Regions from separate parts of the Mus musculus genome. Here region 1 is linked to region 2. A link is a contact called in public HiChIP or PLAC-seq data. All regions are on one chromosome and are shown on one strand. The core of a region is the stretch at or near the end of the contact, and the rest is flanking DNA. Distances in the headings are between cores, read along the strand shown.

Evidence for each region. HiChIP or PLAC-seq counts read pairs in DNA pulled down with a chosen protein or histone mark.
Region 1: a contact with region 2 is called in an H3K4me3 HiChIP or PLAC-seq map of the SCID.adh cell line, with 11 read pairs. The contact joins the enhancer-like site here to the promoter of Tfrc in region 2. A contact is called at or near these places in 5 of 39 promoter capture datasets (the C10 cell line, the HPC-7 cell line, cranial neural crest and 1 more), 1 of 484 Hi-C or Micro-C datasets (pancreatic cancer cells), 4 of 115 datasets of contacts at active chromatin or transcription factors (the SCID.adh cell line, effector CD8 T cells, memory CD8 T cells and 1 more) and 1 of 9 other capture datasets (adipose tissue).

What each region holds. Positions count from the first base shown.
Region 1 is chr16:32,188,810-32,194,996 of GRCm38.p6, forward strand. No RefSeq gene overlaps it. Among named protein-coding and RNA genes, the nearest start is that of Bex6, 12 kb to the left of the region's middle. Within about 2 kb of position 1,577, at least 134 of the 459 cell types and tissues checked have an H3K27ac peak or open chromatin away from gene starts, as enhancers often do. A contact at or near this core is called in the HPC-7 cell line, the SCID.adh cell line, adipose tissue and 2 more, where this site is marked.
Region 2 is chr16:32,604,815-32,610,962 of GRCm38.p6, forward strand. Tfrc (transferrin receptor) reads left to right here and starts at 4,082. Exons shown (of 19, transcript NM_011638.4): 1 at 4,082-4,222.

The DNA of each region.
Region 1 (6,187 bases), core at 327-2,826, 420 kb before region 2:
TTTATGGAAGATGTCATGTGTACTATGAAAAGAGTTTCAGTCTAAGCACATCTTAAGCTTTGTTGTACACTTGAGATTGAGTTAATTATCACCAGAAATTTTTCCAAATTGTACTGGGCTTACATATGCCGAAAAAAAAACTGCCTGGTGTCAGACTCTGGAAGTTTGAACCAACGCTGGCTACTGAGTCCTGTTAAAGTCCCTTCTTCCCTTAAGTGGATGATTAGGTTGACCCCTTCCCCCTGCCCGCCCCCATCTAGCTGTGCTCTGATACTCAACATGGGAGCCTGTGTTTAGCCTCTGGAGTCTGGGCCTGGCTGCAAAACCAGCGTTCCACTGCTTGCTATGGATGAGCTAGAGCAAGTTGCTCGACTTCCCTTTGGCCCTACATCCTGTGGGGAGTGACACACACACACACACACACACACACACACACACATGGAGAGCTCAGCCCTCCTGACTGCTGACTGACAGTTTCATCTTCCACAGAGCCCGAGGAAGTAGTGAGAGGAACTGGCACTCTGTGCCTAAATTTGGCCAGAAGGAGAAATTGGGTGCCAGAGTGGAAATGACGGGCTTGGAAGAAAGCAGCTGCACTTTCGTGGGTGACAGAATGGGGGGTGACAGGGCTTTGCTAGAGCTTTGACAGACAATGCAAGGAGATCAGAAGTTCAAGCTATCCTTGGCAACACGGTTTGGTTTTCCCAGACTGCAGTGTGGGACAAGCCCCTGTCTCCAAAAATAAAGATAAATAAGGGGTCGGAGAGATGGCTTAACAGTTCAGAGCACTTTCAGTTCTTGCAGAGAACCTGGGTTCAGTCCCTGGCATCCACACAATGTTTCACAACCATCTATAACTTTTCAGGCTCTGCAGGCACCTGCAGGCATGGGAGGTCCATATATATATAGAGAGACTTGGTACACACATAAAATAAAAGCATCCTTTTATTTATATATATTTGAGGGGGGGGTTGGGTTTTTTTTTTTTTGTTTTTGTTTTTTTTTTTTTTGTTTTTTTGAGACAGGGTTTCTCTGTGTAGCCCTGGTTGTCCTGGAACTCACTTTGTAGACCAGGCTGGCCTCAGAAATCCACCTGCCTCTGCCTCTGTTGGGATTCAAGGCGTGTGCCACCACACCCGGCAATGCATCCATTTAAAGTTGAAAGAATAGACTACAGCTTGAGAAAATACCACCTTTGGAGAAAGGCAAAGATTTTTGTAACCTCCCCGGAGGAGGAGGGGCTGTCAAACCACTAGGGACCGAACCCAGGGCTTTGCACAATCTAAGCAAGTGGTCTACCACCGAGCTGCACCCCAGCCCCAGTAAGGCTTTAAGATCCCTGTCTTGACCTGTGAGACCCCAAGCGCAGTTTCCAAAGGGAAGGGCTTCAAGAAGCCTCTTCGTCTCTGTGGGAGAAAGTGAGGCCGAGTTGGACAAGGGAGAGCGACCACAGATGAAGGTGAGGGGAAGGAGAGCACATGTCCTCTGGGAAAGTGAAAGCCACACAGGAAGAAGGCCTCTGAGGGCTTTATAAGGCAAGAAAGGAACGGGCTGCCTGCGGTCAGTACCGTCCTGTTGGCGGTAACAGAAAGCAGAACTCCTCACGCTGTGTCCTTTGCTTCTGTCTTCTCTGTCACAGGGAGTGTTCTGAGAACTAAGTCGCCCAGAGGAAAAGTCAGCGGGGGGGGGGGGGGGGGGGGGGGGGGGAGAATACTGCAACACATTGCTCTGTGCTCTGGGGTCGCTATGTGGACTCAGGGGATCTGACCAAGTAAATTACTGTCCAGTTTAGGGAGGGCCTGCACAGATTACCCCACCGGTGCTGTCTAAGGAGCAGACAGAGGTCTGGAGGTTGACACTGTAATTTTCACAACTGAAAGAAACTCCATTCCAGGAACCATAAGTCTCATCATGTTCATGCAGCCCGGACCTAAATGGAAAATTAATAAAGCTTGTATGCACCTCAAATGTATGTATGGGGTCTCCCTGACCAGGGAAAGAGGCTAGACATTTTGACTCGGGTCATTTTTGTCCTCAGGGAGGGTCTTGGTCCCTCTCTGTCTTTGAGACAGAGCTTTGCTGTGTAACCCAGCCTGCCCTTGAACCCAATATCTTCCTGCTCCAACCTCCCAAGTCCTGTGATGACAGACCCAATACCCGAATGCCACAAACATTTCAGATTAAGTGTACCAGCATTAATTATTTACATCAGAACTGTATTTTCTAAAACAAACTCCCTTTTAAGAAAATTTAATTTCTCATTGTCTTTCCATAACACTTGTTTGCGATGTTTCTTTTTTCTTTTTTGACAGGGGTTCACTATGTAGTCCCAGCTACCCTGGTACTCACTATGTAGATAAATCAGGCTAGCCCCCAGCCCATAGAGAGATCTGCCCGCCTCAAGTTCAAGGGCTGGATTAAAGGCACGTGCAATGGAGCACATCTGGTTCATATTTACATTTGTATTCATTTTTAAATTTTTACCCAAGTGGAATCTTTTTTATTGGAAACATTTTTTTTTCTTTGACATGGTGGAGCACAACCATTTGAAACTCCAGTTCCAGGAGATCTGAGGCCCTCTTCTGACCTCCATAAACACCAGGCATGCACATGGTAACAGACACATACATGCAGGCAAAACACCCATGCACGTAAGATAAAATAAATAAACCTGAAAATAGGCCGGGCATGGCGATGGTCCACGTCTTCTACCTCAGCATTCATGAGATAAAGGAGACAGGAATTCAAGACCAGCTAGAGCATCATAGTGAGTTCAAAGCCAGCCTGAGCTACATCATGAGGCCAAGGGCCACAGGGCGGTGGTGACATGTGACTTTAAACTCAGCAAAGGGGAAGCAGAGGCAGGTGGGTCTCTGTGAGTTCAAGGCCAGCCTGGTCTACAGAGTGAATTCCAGGATAGCCAGGGCTACACAGAGAAATCTTGTCTTGAAAAACCTAACACACACACACACACAGCCAAGGGCTGGAGATAGTTTGTCTAGCATTTGCAAGTGTGCAAGTGCCTGGGGTGCCCCTAAGGCACCACTGAAAAATGAAGAGCATATCCATGTGTGGTCTCCATAGCTGTCTATCCTGTGGTCAGGTATGTATATTGTCTATTCAAAGATGTTGTGCTGGCATGCGCCATGTCCCACATGACTCTTCCTACTCAGTCACCACCTCCCTGTCACTTTGTTCTTCTCAGACACTCCCCGATGTGCCTATAGTTTTCCTTTGGCTCAGTGAACATAATCCTGTACAACTTTCCAGTGTGGACCCAGGATATGGACTATGGCATATCATGTTGTCGCATTATAGGAAAGAGATGGTATGGGTAAGCTGGGCAAAGAGGGTTACGGAGAGCTTCCTAAAGGGACTGGTACAAACATGACACAGGAATTCAGGAAGCCAGGACTAGCCGACCATGTCACTAGGTCTGAAGAGAGAGAGTTCTGGTCACAAGGTGAGAGAGAGAGTCCACAGGTGATTCACAGCTCCTTCAGGAGTCCTGTGAGTGCTGGCCTAGGTAACAGCCACCCTGAGGTGACCCCACTGGGGCAAATCAAGGCAACAGGTACTCGCCTCTCATCTCTTGCCAGGGCTCCCTGCTAAGGATCCCAATAGGAAGCCAAAGGGACACCAACAGCAGCTGAGATAGTCATGCAGGTCAGAGAGGAAGTGTAGGGTAGATGCAGAGGACACTCCAGAGACCCCCTGCATGGCAGGACTTCTTGCAGCAAGGGGGTGGGCTGCCAAGTTCTCTGCTTTGTCTCTTCTGTACCTTACTAATGTGTCATGGCAACAGTCACATCTTTGTATGCTATCGTCTTCGTTACTCCTATTTTTATGAGCATGGATGTTTTGCCTGCCTATACATCTGTGTATCATGTGTGTGCCTGGCACCCAAGAAGGCAAGGAAGTGTTGGAGTCCCTGGAACTGGAAGTATAGGTGGTTGTGAACCACCATGTGTGTGCTGGGAACCAAACCCAGGTCCCCTTTGAGAGCAGCCAATGCTCTTTTAATCACTGGGCATGAGGCAAGCTGCTGCTGGGCATGATGGTGCATACCTTTAATTCCAGCACTTTGGAGGCAGAGACAGGTGGATCTCTGTGACAGCCTGGTCTATAGAGCAAGTTCCAGGACACCCAGGGCTTTTATACAGAGAAACCCTGACTCAAAAAACAAAAAAACACCTTAACCACTGAGCCATCACTGCAGCCCTTGTACAATACATTCTCAAAGAGCTTGTATAGCTAGCTCTCTTCTCTCCCTCACAATTTGTCGTGCTATAAACAGAATATAAATTATTGCATCACCAGATATTCACTTACATTAATGTTTAACTGTAGTCACATTTCTTCTGTTTCCTTCCTTCCTTCCTTTCTCTTTCTTTCTTTCTTTCTTTCTTTCTTTCTTTCTTTCTTTATCTCTCTCTCTCTTTCTTTCTCTCTCTCTCTTTCTTTCTTCCTTCCTTTCTTTCTTTCTTCCTTTCTTCTTTCTTTCTCTCGTTCTTTCAGATGGGATCTTATTCTATGGCCTTGGATAATCTGGAGCAAGTTCTTGCTTTGTAGCTCAGGCTGTCCTTCAACTTATGGAAATCTTCCTGACTCAGCTCCTTGAAAATTGAGACTACAGCTGTGCATCACCACACCTGACCCTGAGCTAGCTTTTCCTATTCTTAACATGACTGGATACCATTTTGCAGCAGGAGGCTATGGAAATCATGTAACACAGTGACTCAGTTTTATTCCCAGGCAAAACAGGAAGAGAGCAAGGAAGAGAGAGAAAAAGAAAAGGAGGGAGGGAGGAAGGGAAAGAAAAGAAAAAGAAATGCTGTAACAGCTGGGTAGTGGTGCACACCTTTAATCTCGGCATTCAGGAGGCAGAGGCAGGCAGATCTTTGTGAGTTTGAGGCCAGCCCAGTCTACAGAGTGAGTTTACAGAACAACTAGCCCAGAGAAACCCTGTCTCAAAAAAAACAAAAACAAAAACAAAACCAAGACAAAACAAACAAACAAAAAAACAAGTGTACATGTGTATGGGCCAGAGAAATGGCTCAGCATTTAAGAGTACTGGTTCTTCCAGAGGACCCAGGTTCAGTCCCTACCATCTGCACCATAGCTTACAATTGTCTGTAACTTCGGTTCCAGGGGACGCAACTCTTACACAAACATATGTACAAGGAAACAAATAAAAATAAATTTAAGATTAAAAAACAAACCAAACAAAAGGCAGCACTGGTTGCTCTTCCAGAGGACCTGGGTTTGATTGCAGCATCCACATGGTGACTCGCAGTTGTCTGTGACTCCAGAGCCAGGCCATTTGGCCTCTGTGGCCAGTGCACGTCCACAGTGCACAAATGTGCACAAACAGGCCAAGATGTTCATGCACATTAGGCGAACCGGCCAGACAGCCCAGGGGATAAAGATCCTCTCCACCAAGCCTGGCAACTTGAATTTGATCCCTAGTGCAAGTGGTGGAAGAGAGAGCCACCTTGCACAAGCTATACGCTGACCTCCACGTGCACCTTGTGGAATGCAGGCCCTACCCCACCTGTCCCCTCCCTCAAACCACAAATAAATACACAAAATAAAAAAATGCTTCAGAAGTTTATGTTCATTGAACAATGCAGGAGAATAAAAGTCAAACCATGGAATAGATGAGGAGTATTTATAACTCATATTTGATAATATCCAGAATGTGTAAATAACTCCTGTAATACAACAACAACAATACACACACACACTAAAGCTGTTCAACATGAGGGAAATACAAATCAAAATCACAATTAAAATATTACCTGTTACACCCATCAGAATATGTTATGTATCTTTTGCCACAAATGAAAAGATGTTCAAAGTTGGAAAGAACTTGAGAGATCATTTTGCCTAAACCTTTTATGTATAGAGTGGAAAACTCAGTCCACAACTGTTACTTTACTCATACTGATGAGTCCAGGGGGAACTTCCATCTTGTCCAGCTCTGCCGTGATAACTGACCGTGTCCATTTGAACGGGGCCACAGTGCCCGGGTGTGTGGTCAGTCAGACACTACCCCAAACATTTCTGCGAAATGTATATGGATGAGATTAGCATTTAATGGGGACCTTGAGCAAAACAGATTGCCAAGAGCCCCAAGCTGGGACAGGCCAGAAAGGCTGGCCTCCCAGAGAGGGAGGAAATGAGA
Region 2 (6,148 bases), core at 2,832-5,331:
CTGAGTTGAAGGCTAGCCAGGTCTACAGAGTGAGTTCCAAGACAGCTAGGGCTACAAAAGAGAAAACCAAAGAGAAACCAAGCAAGCAAACAAAAAATCCTCCATGGAATTGTTTTCCTAGGAATGTGTTATTTGGGACAATTAGGGACTCCTGAGCTGTGCTTTGTGTTGACCAAGGTAACAATGTTATTATGTATTGAGTAATGTTGTATGATGGGAAAAGACATGTAAAGAATGGAGTGGGTTGGGAGAAGCCTTTAGCACTGAAAAGACAAACAGCAGAATGTGTACTTAAAGAGTAAGCAAATAAGAGCCGTGGTAATGGGATTCCAGGCTCGGTGGTACACACCTTCACTCCTACCACTCAGACACAGAGATAGGAAGATTTCTGAGTTCAAAGCCAGCCTGGTCTACATAGGGAATTCCAGGATAGCCAGGGCTACAGGAAAAACACAGTTTCAAAAAATAAAACAATAACAGCAAAAAGAAATGTTATCATTTGTAACAGCAAGGATGGAAGTTGGGAACAGAGTGGTGGTTGCCTAAGTCTGGGAAGAGAAAGGGGACAGGGATGTAGGAATGAGGTCCAGTTAGACAGAAGCCAGAGGGTTGGGGAGACGGCTCAGTGGATAAGGCTCTTGTCCATTCAGATGTCAGAACTGGAGTTCAGATCCCTAGAACCTACATAAAAGCTGGGTGAGACCTGGTATCCCATCTGTAATCCCAGCGCTTGGAAGCCGAGATAGAGTTCCCAAGGCAAAGTGACTAGCTAGACTATTGGAAAGACCTAGCTCCAGGTTCTACGGGAAATCAATTGGAGAGTGGATAATCCCTGGCCTTCCCACCCATATGCACACATGTGCTTGTGTAACTAGACACACACATGAAAACACACTCGATCACACCACATATACACTTGCACCTTTTTATACACATTTGCATTATAGACACTTTTGGGTTTTGAAGACAGGGTTCCTCTGTGTAGCTCTGGATGTCCTGGAACTCACTTTGCAGACCAGTTTGACCTCAAACTCACAGAGATCCACCTGCCTCTACCTCCCAAGTGCTGGGACTAAAGGCATGAGACACCACGGCCTGCCCATCCTTTTTGTTTTCGTTGTTTTGTTTTTTTAGAGAGAGTCTTAGCCTGGCAGTGGTGGCACATGCCTTTGATCCCAGCACAGGGAAGGCAGAGGATCTCTGAGTAGGAGGTCAACTTGGTCTACAGAGTGAGTTCCAGGACACCAACTCCCAGTGATCTGTCTACCTCTTCCTCCAGTGTGCTTCCATTAAAGGTGAGAACCACCCAGCCTGGTTTTGTGAGAACGCTAGTGCATATGATAGTGAGAACTCTAGTGCATATGATAGTGAGAACTCTAGTGCATATGATAGTGAGAACTCTAGTGCATATGATAGTGAGAACTCTAGTGCATATGATAGTGCGCCTGTGCACCTTTTGGTGGAACTGGAAGAATCCTTTTGTTGGTTTTTATTTTGAAAAGCAGTCTGCGGAAGATTGACTTCTGAAAATGGGTAGTTTAAATAAAAGTTATCCAAACTATGTTTCATGTGGCCCCCACCCCCACCCTGCCCCCACCGGCATGGCCTCACTAAGTGGTTCTGGATGTCCTGGTGTCCACTATGTAGACCAGGCTCACAGAGATGGCATTAAAAGCTAACCAAGCATGTTTCATTTCAATCCTGTAAACTACTGAGCCTCCTGGAGTAGAAGAGAAAACGCTCACTTTGGTTGTCATGCTAACAAGAAATGACAATCCATGACAAAATAGGTGAATGTATAGAATAGGAGGCAAAAGAAATGGTTTCTTTTCTATTCTGTTATATACAAGCTCTGCAACAAAGGAAGACAAATTACCATTCATTTTCTTGAGGTTGCAGAGGAGGGGGAGCCTGCAAACCTCCCGGCAAAAGGGGTTAGTGGGGGAGTTAATCATATCGAGTCCACTATCACTCGATAATGCATGAAAAGAAAATTATTACCACTTCTCGGCCTTTTGGCTAAGATCAAGTGTGAAAAGAAAAATATTGGCATTCTCTTTGATGTTGACTTTATAATTTCTGTTAGTTAGTATAAAACTACTACTTGCAATTCCATAGAAACAAATAGTATTCAATTGCATTTCCTAAACCATTTATTTATTTATTTATTTATTTATTTTCACAAAGGTATCAAATTTTCACCCCAGGCTTGGTGCAGCTCAGTTAGTAGAGAGCTTGCCTACCACCCAGGATGCCCCGGGCTCCTTCTTTAGCATCCTGGGTGTAGTAGCATAGGCTTGTACTCCCAGCACTTTGGAGATGGAGACTGGAGGATTAGACCAGCCTGGGCTACATGAGATCAAGTCTCCCTCTCCCCCTCCCTCTCTCTCTCTCTCCCTTTCTTTCTTCTTATTGGATATTTTATTTATTTACATTTCAAATGTTATCCTCTTTCCCAGTTTCCCCTCCACAAACTTCCTCTCCCATCTCCCCGAGACCCAGTCTTTAAGAAAAAAAATTTTTTTTTTTTTTTTTGCCATAAGATGGCCCAGTAAATACCTATGTTTGATCCTGCACAAGATGGGAGGCAACCAACTCCCAAACATTGTCCTCTGACTTCATGAGCACCCAGGTTCATAACCACACACACACACACACACACACACACACTAAAAATAGAATAAAAAATTTAAGTGAAACAGAAAGACCTTCACTTCAAACTGCCATCATTGTTTTCATTTGTTTTTTGAGATGGAGGTTCTTGCTGTACAGCCTAAGCTGGCCTGGAAGTCACCCATCTTTCTGCTCCAAATTCTGAGCTATGGGGGTACCAAACACTGCTGTGTGCTTCTGTGCTTCTCTTACAGGGACTCAGTCTATAGCCGGAATCATTATTTCTTCTTTTTTTTTTCTTCTTCCTCTTCCTCTTCCCCTTCCTCTTCCTCTTCTCTCCCATCCCCCTCTCCCTCCTCCTCTTCCTTACCCCCTCTTCTTCCTCTTCCTCTTCCTTTTTTGTTTTTTGTTTTATTGTTTTTAGACAGGGTTTCTTTTTGTAGCCCTGGTTGTTCTGGAACTCTCTATGTAGACCAGGCTGGCCTGAACTCAAGAGATATGCCTGCTCTGCCTTTCACTGGAATTAAGGCCTGTGCCACCAAGACCTGCTTATGGTCTGAATTTCAGAGATCTCTCAATGGCTGTGTGCTCTGGCTTTATATATATTTTCTGGAGTAGTACAATTTGGACAAAGAAGGGTCTAAAGGGACCAGCAGTTAGTAAATCCCAAATACGCGTTGAATTTTAGAGCAGATAAGCCAAAGGTCAAATTCGTGGCTGGGAAGTAGATTAGTACTTTAAAAGACATTCCCAGGGTCCCTAAGGGCTCCATCTGGGAGCGCGCTATCTGTAGTCCTGTTGTGGTTTAAGATACCACTCTCTTTGTTATTTGTAAATTTACCACAGGCTGGGCAGTAAAGTACAGATAGGAAGAAAAGAGTGTGAACGTTTGCAGTTTTAACAGAACTCCTTTTATTTGCTATGCATTGCAACAACCCTCTAAAAGCAATAATGGCGATAAACATGCAAGTTAATCTACAACTTTATCACCCTAGTAAATCATTGGTTCCTATTTCCCTTCCATAGGCTGAACATAGTGAGCACTGGTAGCTCTTTGCTTGGCTTAAGCGCTGCTTGTTAAAATCTAAAAAAAAAAAAAAAAAAGATTTGCAGTTTTGCTTTAAAGTTTTTCCTTTAAAGCATCTCTGAGCTGCAAAAACTCGTCTTTAGGATATGGTTTTGGCGGAGACCTAAGCCTGCAAGTAGGAATATTTTAAAGAGTAAAGGCTGATACTTTCGAACTTGCACCGCAGGGTTGGGTGTCGGTCAAGGTTAGGCGGAGGGCGACAGGCCAACTCCAAAGACACGGCGGGGGAGGGGTGCGGTGGAGAAAGCGAGCCGCAGCCAATCGCACGCGCTCTCCCGACACCTGCCGCCTTGGCGCCTTTTCTAGGCTACTCCGCGCACGCACTGGCTGCGCGCGCAGTTCGCCTCCAGCGGTCTTGGGGGAGCACCTCGGTAGGTGTACGTGCGGAAGGAAGTGACGTAGATCCAGAGGGCCGGCCGGGGGGTGGGGCCGAGCTATAAGCTTTGGGTGGGAGGCAGCGCTGCCTTCAGAAGGCGTGCGGAGCGCGGGCTGCTGCATTGCGGACTGTAGAGGCGCTTCCTAGTGAGTGACTCCCTTGTCAGCGGCACGGCCCATCGTGGTCCTCGCGTGGCGGGCGGACCAGAGCGAGACGCCAGGGCCTGGGTGGTGCGGGCGGGGAGGCGGAGGGGTGTCGCGGAGTCCGGGGCTGAGGAGCGCGGGTTGCAGGTGCAGCGCGGTGGGTGTGGGGAGCCGCTGTACCCTGCGCCCCTCGGGTCCTCCGGGCCTTCGCAGGCCAGTGCTAGGCCGCGGGTTCGAGAGTCACCACGCTGAGGCGCAGGCTTGTTCCGCCGGGAGCACGTGGTGGCGGCTGGAGGAAGTCGCCCCAGGGAACGGCTGTCGGGGTACGTGGGTGACCTTGGGGCCCCTCGCAGGAGGGCGTCACAGCTGAAAAGGACAAAGCTGTTTTCTATTCGGTTACTAGTGTCACGGACATTTAGAGGGGCGGGGGGAGCTTCCAATAACTGCACGTTGGAACTTCGGCACCACCTGGTCGGTTTTTTTGCCAGTCTCTCCCTCTTGGCCCAGCGTGTGGAATCTCATTTTTCTAGGGCAGAATAGGTCTGAACGCTGCAGGTAATACTAAGAACGTCTCTAGCATCTCCTAAGATGGGAGAACGTAGAAATACGACCTCTTTGTACGAGCTCTTTTAGAACTAGCTGTAGAGAACCAGCGTGCACCCTGGTGTTGGACAGCTCTCTAAAATGGTGTTTGAGGGTAAGAAAACTGCATTTGCAAATTTTTCAGTTAGCACACTTTGTCCCGAGCGTAAAATGAAATGATCTCCTTATACTTAGGCAGAAGACTGGACTGGATTGCTGTTCAGTTTCTGTGCTATTTTTTTAAAATAGGATTTAAGTGGGAAATAGTTGTGTTACAGAAATTCTCGGCTATTCTGTGCTATTTTTTTTTAAATAGGATTTAAGTGGGAAATAGTTGTGTTACAGAAATTCTCGGCTACCTGATACTTTTATTCTAAGATTAGATGAGTTGGCTCTGAGCTGTGAAATATGACCTCTTTGACAAAGACATTTAAGCTGATTCAGGATGTTATCTACAAAGAAAACGGGATTTAGCTTGTGTGGGTCCACTTGCATTTATTTTCTGTTAAGGATTATAATAAACTGCTTTATACAGGAATCCAATATCAGCTGTTTTTTATATAGAGAGCATAATACTTTTTACTTTGAGAGAGGATGTTGTCAAGGAATGGTGGCTGTGAACCTGGCCTGTGTTGACTGGTTAGATCTGTCTGCCTAACCCCACCCTAAGGCTAAGTAGTTATATGCTTGTGGCAATGTGCTTATTTATAATAGGGCAAGATTATGGGCTAAATTTGGGTTAGACAACAATGAAAGTTAATTAAACGACCCTCAGGCCTTGGGTCTACTATGTGTAAGTGATTTCCTTCTCTCCCAGATGAGTGCTATACAAAATAAACTTCAGTGACCTCAAGTGGTTTTGACCTTTTGGTTGCTATTCAGAAAACTATGGAAATGAAAACCTGCTACCTATTTCCTATTGCCTTTTCAATTTCCCAAAGAAGGTCTCCCCTATGAATCCATGGGTAGCCTTGAACTCAGATCCACCTGCTTCTGTTTGGAGAGTGATAAGATTAAAGGCAAGTGCCACCACACCCAGCAAAGTAGGCTCTTAAAACTAAAACCTTTGCAGTCGGGCATGGTGCCACACACCTTTGGTCCCAGCACTGGGGGGTAAGGCAGAGGCAGGTGGATCACTGAGTTTGAGGTCAGCTAGTGCTGAAGAGTAAGAGCCTGTCTTTAAAACATCTCAACAGCTGGGCAGTCGTGGTCCATTCCTTTAATCCCAGCACTTGGGAGGCAGAGGCAAGTGGATTTTTGAGTTCGAGGCCAGCCTGGTCTACAGAGTGAGTTCCAGGACAGCCAGGGATACACAGAGAAACCCTGTCTCAAAAAACCAAAATATAA